Regions from separate parts of the Sus scrofa genome. Here region 1 is linked to region 2. The links are chromatin contacts, called in public Hi-C maps. All regions are on one chromosome and are shown on one strand. The core of a region is the stretch at or near the end of the contact, and the rest is flanking DNA. Distances in the headings are between cores, read along the strand shown.

Evidence for each region. Hi-C and Micro-C count contacts between places; a contact is called where the count stands out from the background.
Region 1: a Hi-C map of embryonic fibroblasts shows a contact between it and region 2, with 5 times the contacts expected there. The contact joins the promoter of TCEAL1 here to the promoter of TCEAL4 in region 2. A contact is called at or near these places in 1 of 5 promoter capture datasets (liver), 5 of 47 Hi-C or Micro-C datasets (embryonic fibroblasts, epiblast stem cells, fetal heart ventricle and 2 more) and 2 of 2 datasets of contacts at active chromatin or transcription factors (alveolar macrophages and skeletal muscle).

The regions. Positions count from the first base shown.
Region 1 is chrX:84,515,407-84,520,458 of Sscrofa11.1, reverse strand. TCEAL1 (transcription elongation factor A protein-like 1) reads right to left here and starts at 1,460. Exons shown (of 3, transcript XM_003135265.5): 1 at 1,355-1,460; 2 at 849-916; 3 at 1-472. The coding sequence starts at 460.
Region 2 is chrX:84,473,688-84,478,395 of Sscrofa11.1, reverse strand. TCEAL4 (transcription elongation factor A protein-like 4) reads right to left here and starts at 3,164. Exons shown (of 3, transcript XM_005657895.3): 1 at 3,025-3,164; 2 at 2,376-2,448; 3 at 1,016-2,009. The coding sequence starts at 1,987. The coding sequence ends at 1,307.

The sequences.
Region 1 (5,052 bases), core at 211-2,710, 44 kb before region 2:
TCCGCCTTGCCTTCCAGTGCATGATCATCAACTTGTTTCGGACTCGCTTCATCTCTTCCATCTCCTCTGCTACCTTTATCATCTCCTCGTTGCTTAAATTTCTACCGTGTATGTCCCCTCTAAATTGCGGGCGGGAGCGAGCCAGCCTTTCTTTAAAGCTCCCCTCTTCTAGCTTATGTTTGCCCACCCCGCAAGGAGGCTGCTCCATGGGAGGGCGCTCCTCAAAAAGGTCCTTCCTAGACAGGCGCTCCTGCGGAGGGCGCTCCTCCGACACGAGCATCTCTGGAAGGAGCTCGGGAAGGAGTTCCTCGGGAAAGAACTCCTCCTCCGAGGACTGCTCGTCCGAAGACGCCTCCTCCGGGGACGACTTTTCGGGAGAGTGATCCCCAGGAGGCCGCTCCTCATCCGACCTGGGCGAGCTCTGTGGCTGCTCCTCAGGCTCTTGGCAGGCTTTTTCCATGATCGGGATGGTCTTTTTTAAGCACAGTTATTCACAGGAGACAAGAAAGGCAGAGGCGAGTCAGAATCTGGGGCGTCTGGACCCAAACCCCGCCCACGGGTTCCAAAACCTGCCTCTTCCCGAGTCTGGGCCCAGGTCCTCCAACCTAGGTTGTCGGAGAGGCTCTCCGGCCCGGGGCACTGGGCCGCGTCGGGTTCCGCACCTCCCCCGCCTCCGCACCTTGTCGCCCCCTCCTCCCCGAAAGCCCACCATTTTCCCGGCAGGCCTTGCCGCACAGGCCTCTCCCGCCGCAGCAGGGGCGGGGCGGGCCACTGGGGCCGCGGCCCCGGCTCCCTCCAGCGCCCTCGCTCACACTCCAGCCCCGTCCGCTGCCCACCCCTTCCCCGACCTGGACCTCTCCCGGCGGCTGGCTCCTAGGCGTCCCCTCTTCGAGGTGCCCCGCCGTGACCTTCAGACCTGCAGACAGACGCCGAGACAGGGTAGGGGGCGGGGAGCGGGGAGGAGGGAAGGACTGCCACACACGCCCCTTTTCTGGGCACCAGCCGCCGCCCCCACGCCGGCCCCCGTCTTCTTCCCCCCACCATCTCAAAGCTTCGTCCTCCTTGCCCTCCCTGCGCCCCCCCCCCCCCATGCTCGTCATTTCTTTTCAGGCGGTAAGTGGAAGCGAAGGATTTGCTTAGACGCTATTTCTAAGTGTCCGTGTTTCCTTCCCGGGGGTGGGTGGCACTCACCTCCCCACCCCACCCCTTAAACCACCAATTTCTGCACCGAAATGTGGGCGCAGGGGGCGGGGCTGGGCACGGGGAAAGGCCTGGACGCTGTGCCATCTCAATCCCTGGGGTTACTGGGCAGCACCGACACTCACACCGATTTAAGAGGGCGGAGGGGACTTACTTCCTTCTGCTTTTCCCCTCGAGCAAAGGGCAATAGGCAGATGGTGTCTGGACAGGCAAAAAGGACCAGGGCGAGAGGGACTTGGGCAGACACGGGCTCTGGTCACGTGAGGGCGGCGCGTCACCGCCGAGCTCAGATCCCCAGTTACCACTTTGACCGCCGGCCGAGCTGCAGCTACCAGCCAGTATTTCCTGACCCCCAACACACCAGACCCACAAACTCACCCTTCTTTGTTTATATTTGCCTTTTCCTAGTTACCGGAGCCGGTCAGCATCCAGTCTTAAGGGTTATTGCCTCGTCCTCTCTGCCTCTTCCCCTGATAACGCCTCTCTCCCTCATTCTCCTGTCATCAGCTACCAAGGCCCACTATTTCCACTACGGATCCTGCACTGAAATTTTGACTATTTCTTCTTAATGAGTCACCATCATATGCCACCTCTTCCAGTTTTAAACCACATCCATAACTCCATCATGTCCATGTAGCTCTGTCAACAAGGTTTTCATCTCTTGTCACTTTCATGGGAGATACACTTTCACTTGACTTCATGGATTTTCTTAAGTCTCCAGATCTAAATCACAAATAGAAGTTCCAGTCTAAATTAGTAATCATTCAGTTTTAGAACTCTATAAAGAGTAAAGTTTGTGAGGTACATAAATCTAAAATTGCCCGAGTACTTTATCAGAAATCAAAATACACATGTGTGCATCTGAGTACAAATAGTTTGAAAACTTATCTAAAATGGGAGCATTTTTGGTGGAGAGCATGGAGTTTCTATATATGTATTATGTATTTATATATATTACATATGTATTATGTTATATGTGCTATATATATACTATTCAGTAATTATTATTTATTATAGAAGAAGGACATTTTGATGGGACCCTAAATCTTTAACCAACAACCTGCTGGTGTTACTGGTTGAGGAAGTTTATATTAATTCATTGCATATGAATGAATATGTGGGTCCTAGGACTGCTACACCTGGAAGATAGATTCAGCATAGACGAACGACATTTATATTAAACTATGCAACAATTCTGTGGACCAAACACAGAGCAGCAGGATTAAAATCATGCTAACATACACAGTTGTTATTACAGCATGTACTTTTGGATCTAAGGGTGTTTTATGATCTTCAACAACATGCCTGCATCTCATTATCAGCTTGGATTCTATTTTCACATGCAAATGCCCTTTCTTCCAGAGAGAAGACTATACCTCACCTCTCTGTATTTTACACTTTCAGGGTAGGTGACCATTAGGTTGGTGAGGATCCTGGGCTGTCTAGTAAGTTTCCAAACAGAAATTCGTAGGTGGAATTTCCCATTTTAAGAGCTTTTTGTTGGAGTTCCCACTGTGGCATAGTGGGTTAAGAATGCAACTGCAGCAGCTGGGGTCACTGCAAGGATGCAGGTTCCATCCCTGACCAGGCACAGTGAGTTAAAGGATCCAGCGTTGCTACAGCTGCAGCACAGGTCACAGCTGCCACTTGGATTCAATCCCTGGCCTGGGGAACTTCCATATGCCTCGGGTGCAGCCGTTAAAAAAAATTAAAAAGAGCTTTTTGTTGTTTTTCTCCAACACCTAATTTGCTTTGAGATAGCAGCAAGATAAATATTAGCTCACCTTTATATCTTTTCTATAACTGTTTTGCTTTTCAGTTTTTCAATGATGTGTGTCTTTTAAATCAAGTTTCACTATACCTTCTTTATTCTTTTCACCAAGGGTTGGCTTCATGATTTGTATAGTTTCTTTCCAAGAGGAGCATCATTCATTCATTCATTCATTTCTATATTTTTTTTCCTTACATCCTGCGATGGAGAATTCACTACCTTAAAAGACACTCCATTAAAATTTCAAACAGTTCTAATCATTTTTTTTCTTTGAGTTGAAATCTGCCTCCCAGTAGATTACATTCATTGCTCCTGGTTCTGCCCTCTGGAGTGTTACAAAGCAATTATAAAATACAAAAGTGCCTTTCACCCTTGACAGCCTGACATTGCCAAAGTGAATGTCCTGTTTCTTTCCCCTGCCCATCTGTGAGACACACTGGGCAATATACTTGACCTTTCTGTAACTCTACTGCCTCATCTGCAAAATTAGAGACATACTAGTACCTACTTCATAGGATTCGTAAGAGGAATAAATGAGTCAGTATGTGTAAAGGACCTGGGGTAGTGCCTAGCAGAAAGAAAGCACTCTGTAAATGTTAACTATAATAATAGTAACAATAATGAGTATGACATAGTGCTAATAATACTGTTATCATTCTTTTATTATTAACATTAATGCCAGACACTGCACTAAGCACTTTTTTTTTCTCTTTTTGGCCATACCCACAGCATGTGGAAGTTCCCAGGCCAGGGATCAGACCTTTGCCACAACAGCAACTTGAGCTGCAGCATTGAGAACACTTGGTCCATAACCCACTGAGCTACAGAGGAACCCTGTACTAGTCACTCTTTTTTTTTTTTTTTTTTTTTTGCTTTTTTTAGGGCCACACCCATGGCATATGGCGGTTCCCAGGCTAGGGGTCAAATCGGAGCTACAACTGCTGGCCACAGCCACAGCCACAGCAAAGCAGTATCCAAGATGCGTCTTCGAACTATACCACAGCTCACGGCAACGCCAGATCCTTAACCCACTGAGCGAGGCCAGGGATGGAACCCACAACCTCATGGTTCCTAGTCAGATTTGTTTCTGCTGCGCCATGACGGGAACTCCCTGTACTAGGCACTTTTAATATGCTATCTCATTTAATCCTTAAACAATTAGGTTCTTATCAACACTCTTTTTTCAGGTTTAACCTCCCTGGTTATTTCAGCTCTTTCTGATGTGATATATTTGTTCAGTCACTCACCATCCTACATCTCCTGAATTTGTAGATGTTTCTGAAAAATATTAAATATTCTTCCTGGTGTAGAATGGAGTGGTCTACCACAGCCTTCATTCTAGAATAGCCACTATATATCTATAGATGCAACCTAAGATCATAGTAGATTTTGCTATATCACACAGTTGAATCCACTTTAAGGTGCAGTCCACTGAGACTCCCAAATCCCTGTAAATACACTACTATAAATCAGTTTAGTTTTAACCCAAGTACAGAAGCTTCTATTTTTCTGGGTTAAATGTTGTCTTGTTAGATTCACTCCCTCATTCTTTAAATCCAGATTCTTTCACTCAGCACATTAGCTACAAAATATTAATTTAAAACACACATTAGTACTAAATGGGATGATAAATTCAGCAAGCTCAGGAAAGATCTAGGGGAGAGCTCAGCAAAGAGCTCTGACTCCAAATGAAAAAATTCCTTTTCCCTTTTAGGTGTGGCAGCCAGGTGTGTGCCCTGCCAGGCCAGTTCCCCTCCTTTCCTCTCTCAGTGTGACTTCTCAGGGTGGAATTACCTTCCAGTGCTGCTGATAGAGGATATGGTTGCCCCTGTAAGCTCCCAAACCAGTATAAATTAACCCTTGATGAGAACTTGGTAAACATAGGGGGCAGACAAGGGAAGTATGAGGAGTTAAAACCAGAAAGAAGGAATGAAGACAGTAACTTTATATTGGCTATAATCCTGCCTGACAGTAGCTGATGTGGGGTTCCCTTGAGAGAAGGGGCTTCAAGAGAAAATAAGGTGAAGGATGTTCTGCTGTGGTAACAACTGTGTTACAAAGGAATGTGATCTGCTACTTGC
Region 2 (4,708 bases), core at 1,915-4,414:
CTCTACAACTGTCCTAAAACAAAAGTTTATTTAAAGAAACACTATAAGCTAATAAAAGGCTAATGAAGATCCAGAGGGGAAAAAAAAATCACAGGTGGGTAAATGGTAAGGCAGGGCTTAACAGGAATTTCCTAGGAGACAACTCCTAACAAAAAAGTGTCAGCAGAAAAGAGATTAACAGGTGAGAATAATACAGCATCTGGTGACTCAGATTTTTCTCCTGGCTCAATCAATCTCCAGTATCTAAATCCAGTGGGGATGGCTGTATGCAAACACATAAACCAACAAAAAATACTTGGAAAGGTGTGTTTTATAAGAACTTTATATAAGTATCAAGGCCCAAGTGACACCTGGGTGCTACCCACCTGAGTTAGGGTAATTCTATTTCAGGGTAGAGAATTCTGCACCCTTCTGTTGTGACGCTGTGTTGTTTTAGTCTATCATGGTCTCCAGCCCATGTGCAGCAGTGGGGGCCTTAGGTACAGGACATACAAAAAGAGGCATGGTGCCCAAGTCCTGGCATTTCCCAGGGGAGAGTGGCCCCCACCTCTCAGCTGTCTGGACTTACTTATGGACACATACGAGACCTCCCACATCCCTCTGCCATTTGATGGGGTTCTGGTCCTGCTCGTGCAGGAGAGAGGGCAGGAGCCAGCCCAACACAGCTCACACACTCAGGGTCTCATCGGATCTTCACCACAGCCCTGGAAGGCAAGTTCTAGCCCCAATTCACTGATGACAGGACTGTCCCTTACGACAATGGATCTGTAATAGTTGCCATGTTGATTCTTCCAGCTTTGAGTCCCAGAAGTAATGTGAGTTTTACTTATCATTTCATGTCCTGACAACAGAAATGTTGTGTCTCCACTGCCTGCATGAGCTCACTGAACAGTACTTTTGATTGCTTGGTATTGCTTTCCTATTTTTTAATTTCATTATTCTCATGACAAAAGTAATCTGTGTTTTTTTAAGAGGACAGATAGATAAAAAACAACAGAAAAAAATCACCCACAGATAACCACTGTTAATCTTTTAGTAGACAGCTTTAGGAGTTGTTTCTGTACATGGATCACTAGGTAACTATCTTTGTAGTTTTACAATAATGGACTGATAGCATATATATGGTTCTGCAAACTAGGGTTTTTTTTTAATTTTACAATGCACCATAAACATTTTTCCATGCAATGGATGAAAATCTGCTACTGAAACAGAGGGCTGTGATTGGATAATGATAATGACACCTAAAGCATAGTATTAGGATAAGGTTAAATAAAGCACAAGGCTTTGCAAGTGCCTGCCAGGGGCACTACACAAATGGAATGTCTTCAAAACCCCTCTGTGGGGCCCTGCAGCCACCCCTGAGTTCCCTTGGGCCCCTGGGGTGGAAGGGGTCCTGTAAACTTTTTTGCATCCACATAAACCCCCCTAGTTTCTGTCTGGTTTTCTTCACCTCATCCTCCACTCTGGCCATCTCGTCAAATTCTCTTATCATCTCCTCATTGCTCAAATGCATATCGTGTATGGCCTCCTTGTATTCCTTGAGACACTGAGCCAGCCCCTTGTTGGTTTTTCTTTTGGCCTTCCTGGGTATATCATCCCCAGCTGGGCGCTTTCCTGCAGCCCTTGGCTCGCTGGCTGGCTTTTCTTCTTTGGGCTTGCCCTCACTCACTGGCTTTCCCTGGCTCTCTGGCTTTGCCTCACTCTCTGCTTTTCCTTCTTTTGGTTTGCCCTCGCCCACTGGCTTTCCCTGGCTCTCTGGCTTTCCTTCTTTGGGCTTTGCCTCACTCTCTGGCTTTTCCTTATCCTTTAGAACTTCCTCATCTTCTGGCTTTCCCCTGTGATCTGTCCTTCCCTTGTTTTCTAACTTTTCCTTGTCTGCCACGGCACAAGCTACTCCTGGCTTTCCCGCATCCTGTGGCTCTTCTTCCTCTTCCATCTTTCCATGGTTCTCAGGCTTTCCTTCATTTTCATTGCAGAGTTTTTCCATGTTGAGATGTCCCCTCTTTCTCCTGTCCTGGGGGTGGGGTAGGGGGAAGAGAAGACAAAGAGGAGACAAGGGAGACTGAGGGCTGGGGGTGGACTGCAGGTTGGGATGGTAGGATTTGCTTCTCGCTCCTTTCTGGGATCCCCAGACCTGGCCCAGCCCTCCTAGTGTGCCTTCTGCCCACCCTTTACCCCACCATTCCTCCCACACACAGGAGCCAATCATTTCTGTTGCAGGCCCTGCCATTTTCCCCCAACGTTTGCTCAGCATGGCAGAGTGTGTGAAGATGTGTTGGGAAGTGGACAGCGGGGTCCCCAATTCTGCCCAGGCCGCGCCCTCCGCACTCTGCACCCCTCTGGGTCGCTGTCCAGTGCTCCCCTACTTCACTGACCTGCGGGGATTCTGGACAGGCTCCTCGTCTTTATGGAGCCCAGCACGGTGCTGGGAACAACAGCCTCACAGACCTGCAGACAGACAGGAGACCGCGGCTGGGCGTCCGGTGGATGCACAGGGACTTGGGTCCCTTTCCTGAATCCCGGCCCTCCTCGCCCAACGTCTCCCTCCCCCATCTCCTCCGCCCCCCCGCACCCCAGCCGCCATTTCTTTTCACGCCTCGGGCGCCAGACTAGGATGTTTTCCAAACTAATTTTGGATCTCTGCGCCCTTCTACCCCAGAGGCAACTCGCCTCTCCACCCTTGAGGTCAACTTTTTACTCTACGGACGGAGTGGCAGAGGGGGGTTATTTCCACTGTCTCACTGCTGGGGCGACCCCCAACTCCCGATCTCACGCTCCAAAATGGACGGAGGGCAGAGAAGAGGAGGTGCGGAAAAAGGGAGAATGAGTACTTGGGGTGTCTGCCTTCCCCACCCTCCGCCCAACGGCCGCTGGATCCCCCTTAGCCGTTTTCCCACCGCCATCTCTATCTACACTCGGGCCAGCTCCCCGCGACCCGGACCCTATTCCCAATCTTTTTCCTTTCCCTGCTCGTTCCTCCTCTCCCGGTGTCCCGCAGGCAGCGACGAGAGCTCTCACACTGACCTGAAAAAACCTGGAGCAACAATTAGGGGCTCGCAGACGGCTCCGGGTCCGACCGCAGGGAGGGAGGGCGGGCACCCGGACCGGTGCCCACTTCGGCGCCCGGCGGTCACGTGACCGTCGCGTCACCTGAGCTCCGCCTCCGCACCCCGCCCACCAGCGGGCATCTGCCAGCTGCCCGCCGCCTCCCTCTGGCAGGTCCCCCCGAACCTCTCCTGGCCCTTTTGTCCTTTTCCTTCTTCCCGAGAAGATGGTCGAGGAAGGAATTTTAATAAAAACCACAGGAGCTTTTTTTTTTTTTTTTAATGGGTTGGGCGGTTCGGGGGTGGAGTCTTGAAAACGTTCCTCTTAAATTACATTGAAAGACGGTACAAACAGTAGAATGTTGCACTTCAGAAAAAAACTAGGAAAAACGTTCCCGTTAAAGTGAAATTATCCCTTTTCCCTGACATGCACAAATTTTCTGAGTTAAATATTTAGATCTAAAAATTAAATTATATTTGAAGCAGAATGAAAGAACGATTCTTTTTCTTCCCCCCAAGGGAGAGACTGAATACATAACGGACAATGAGCAGACCATATATGACAATAGAATTATGACCCACAACCTCTGTAGCAAGCAGCCCCAGAAGCCAAACCCCAGTCTTTACAGCAATCTTCAGGATTTGATCAATGACTGCCAGACTCCTTATTTTTGCTTTGCCAACTAGAGAAATCTAAATATGCTTCCCAAATCAATCACATTAAATGAGACTGCTTCTAGCTACATGCCTCCAGTTTTTCCATGCCAACGACGTCCAATCAGTGAAAACTTGGTCTTCCCCTTTTCACTCCAAAGCTTTCCCATTCCCCTGCTTGCCTTTAGTCTCTGCCAAATACAAGTTATGGTGGCTAGCTCCCTTGTTATAACAAGCTCTGAATAACCAGCCTCTGCTTCTACATAAGCTTTTTGTATGGAAGGCCTTTAAAAATGTAGTAACAGAGAGAAGAACAGATAAGGACAGCGTTGATGGATTTGATTACATAAAAACGTGTACCAGATTTGTTAAGGGATTGGGGACATGCATTCTTCCCTGCTCTTGTTGATTGTGTTGGTGAACATCATCTGAAGGGCAACTTTGTAAATTGCTTAAAAATAAAAATATTTGATATTTCGGTCCAACAATTCCACATCTAACATTTACCCATGGAGATAATAAGGTGCTAAAATATAATCTTATGTTTTAAAACATTTTATTGTTATCTTTGGGTGTTTGGTTAGAAAAATAATCCTTTTATGTTGAGTGCTCAATAGTGGTAAAACTAATTATTAGCTATCCATAATCCCAGGTTACTATGGATGGTGGGACACAAAGGATAACCTCAGGATGTAGTATTGCCCTCTAGAAAATACCACCTTTGTGCTAGGTGCCCTGCTAGCTGTCTTGTCTGATCTGTGTGGGTTTTCATTTATACTGGAAGGAAGAATTCATACTTTAATGAAGCAGAATGATTTATAAAGCTACGATCTTTTTTTTTCTTTTTCTTTTTATGGCCGCACCTCTGGCAAATGGAAGTTCCTAGGCTAGGGATCTAATTGGAGCTGCAGCTGAAGGCTATGCCACAGACACAGCAACACTGGATCCAAGCCACAGCTATGATCTGTGACCTACGCTGCAGCTTGCAACAAGGCTGGATCCTTAATCCA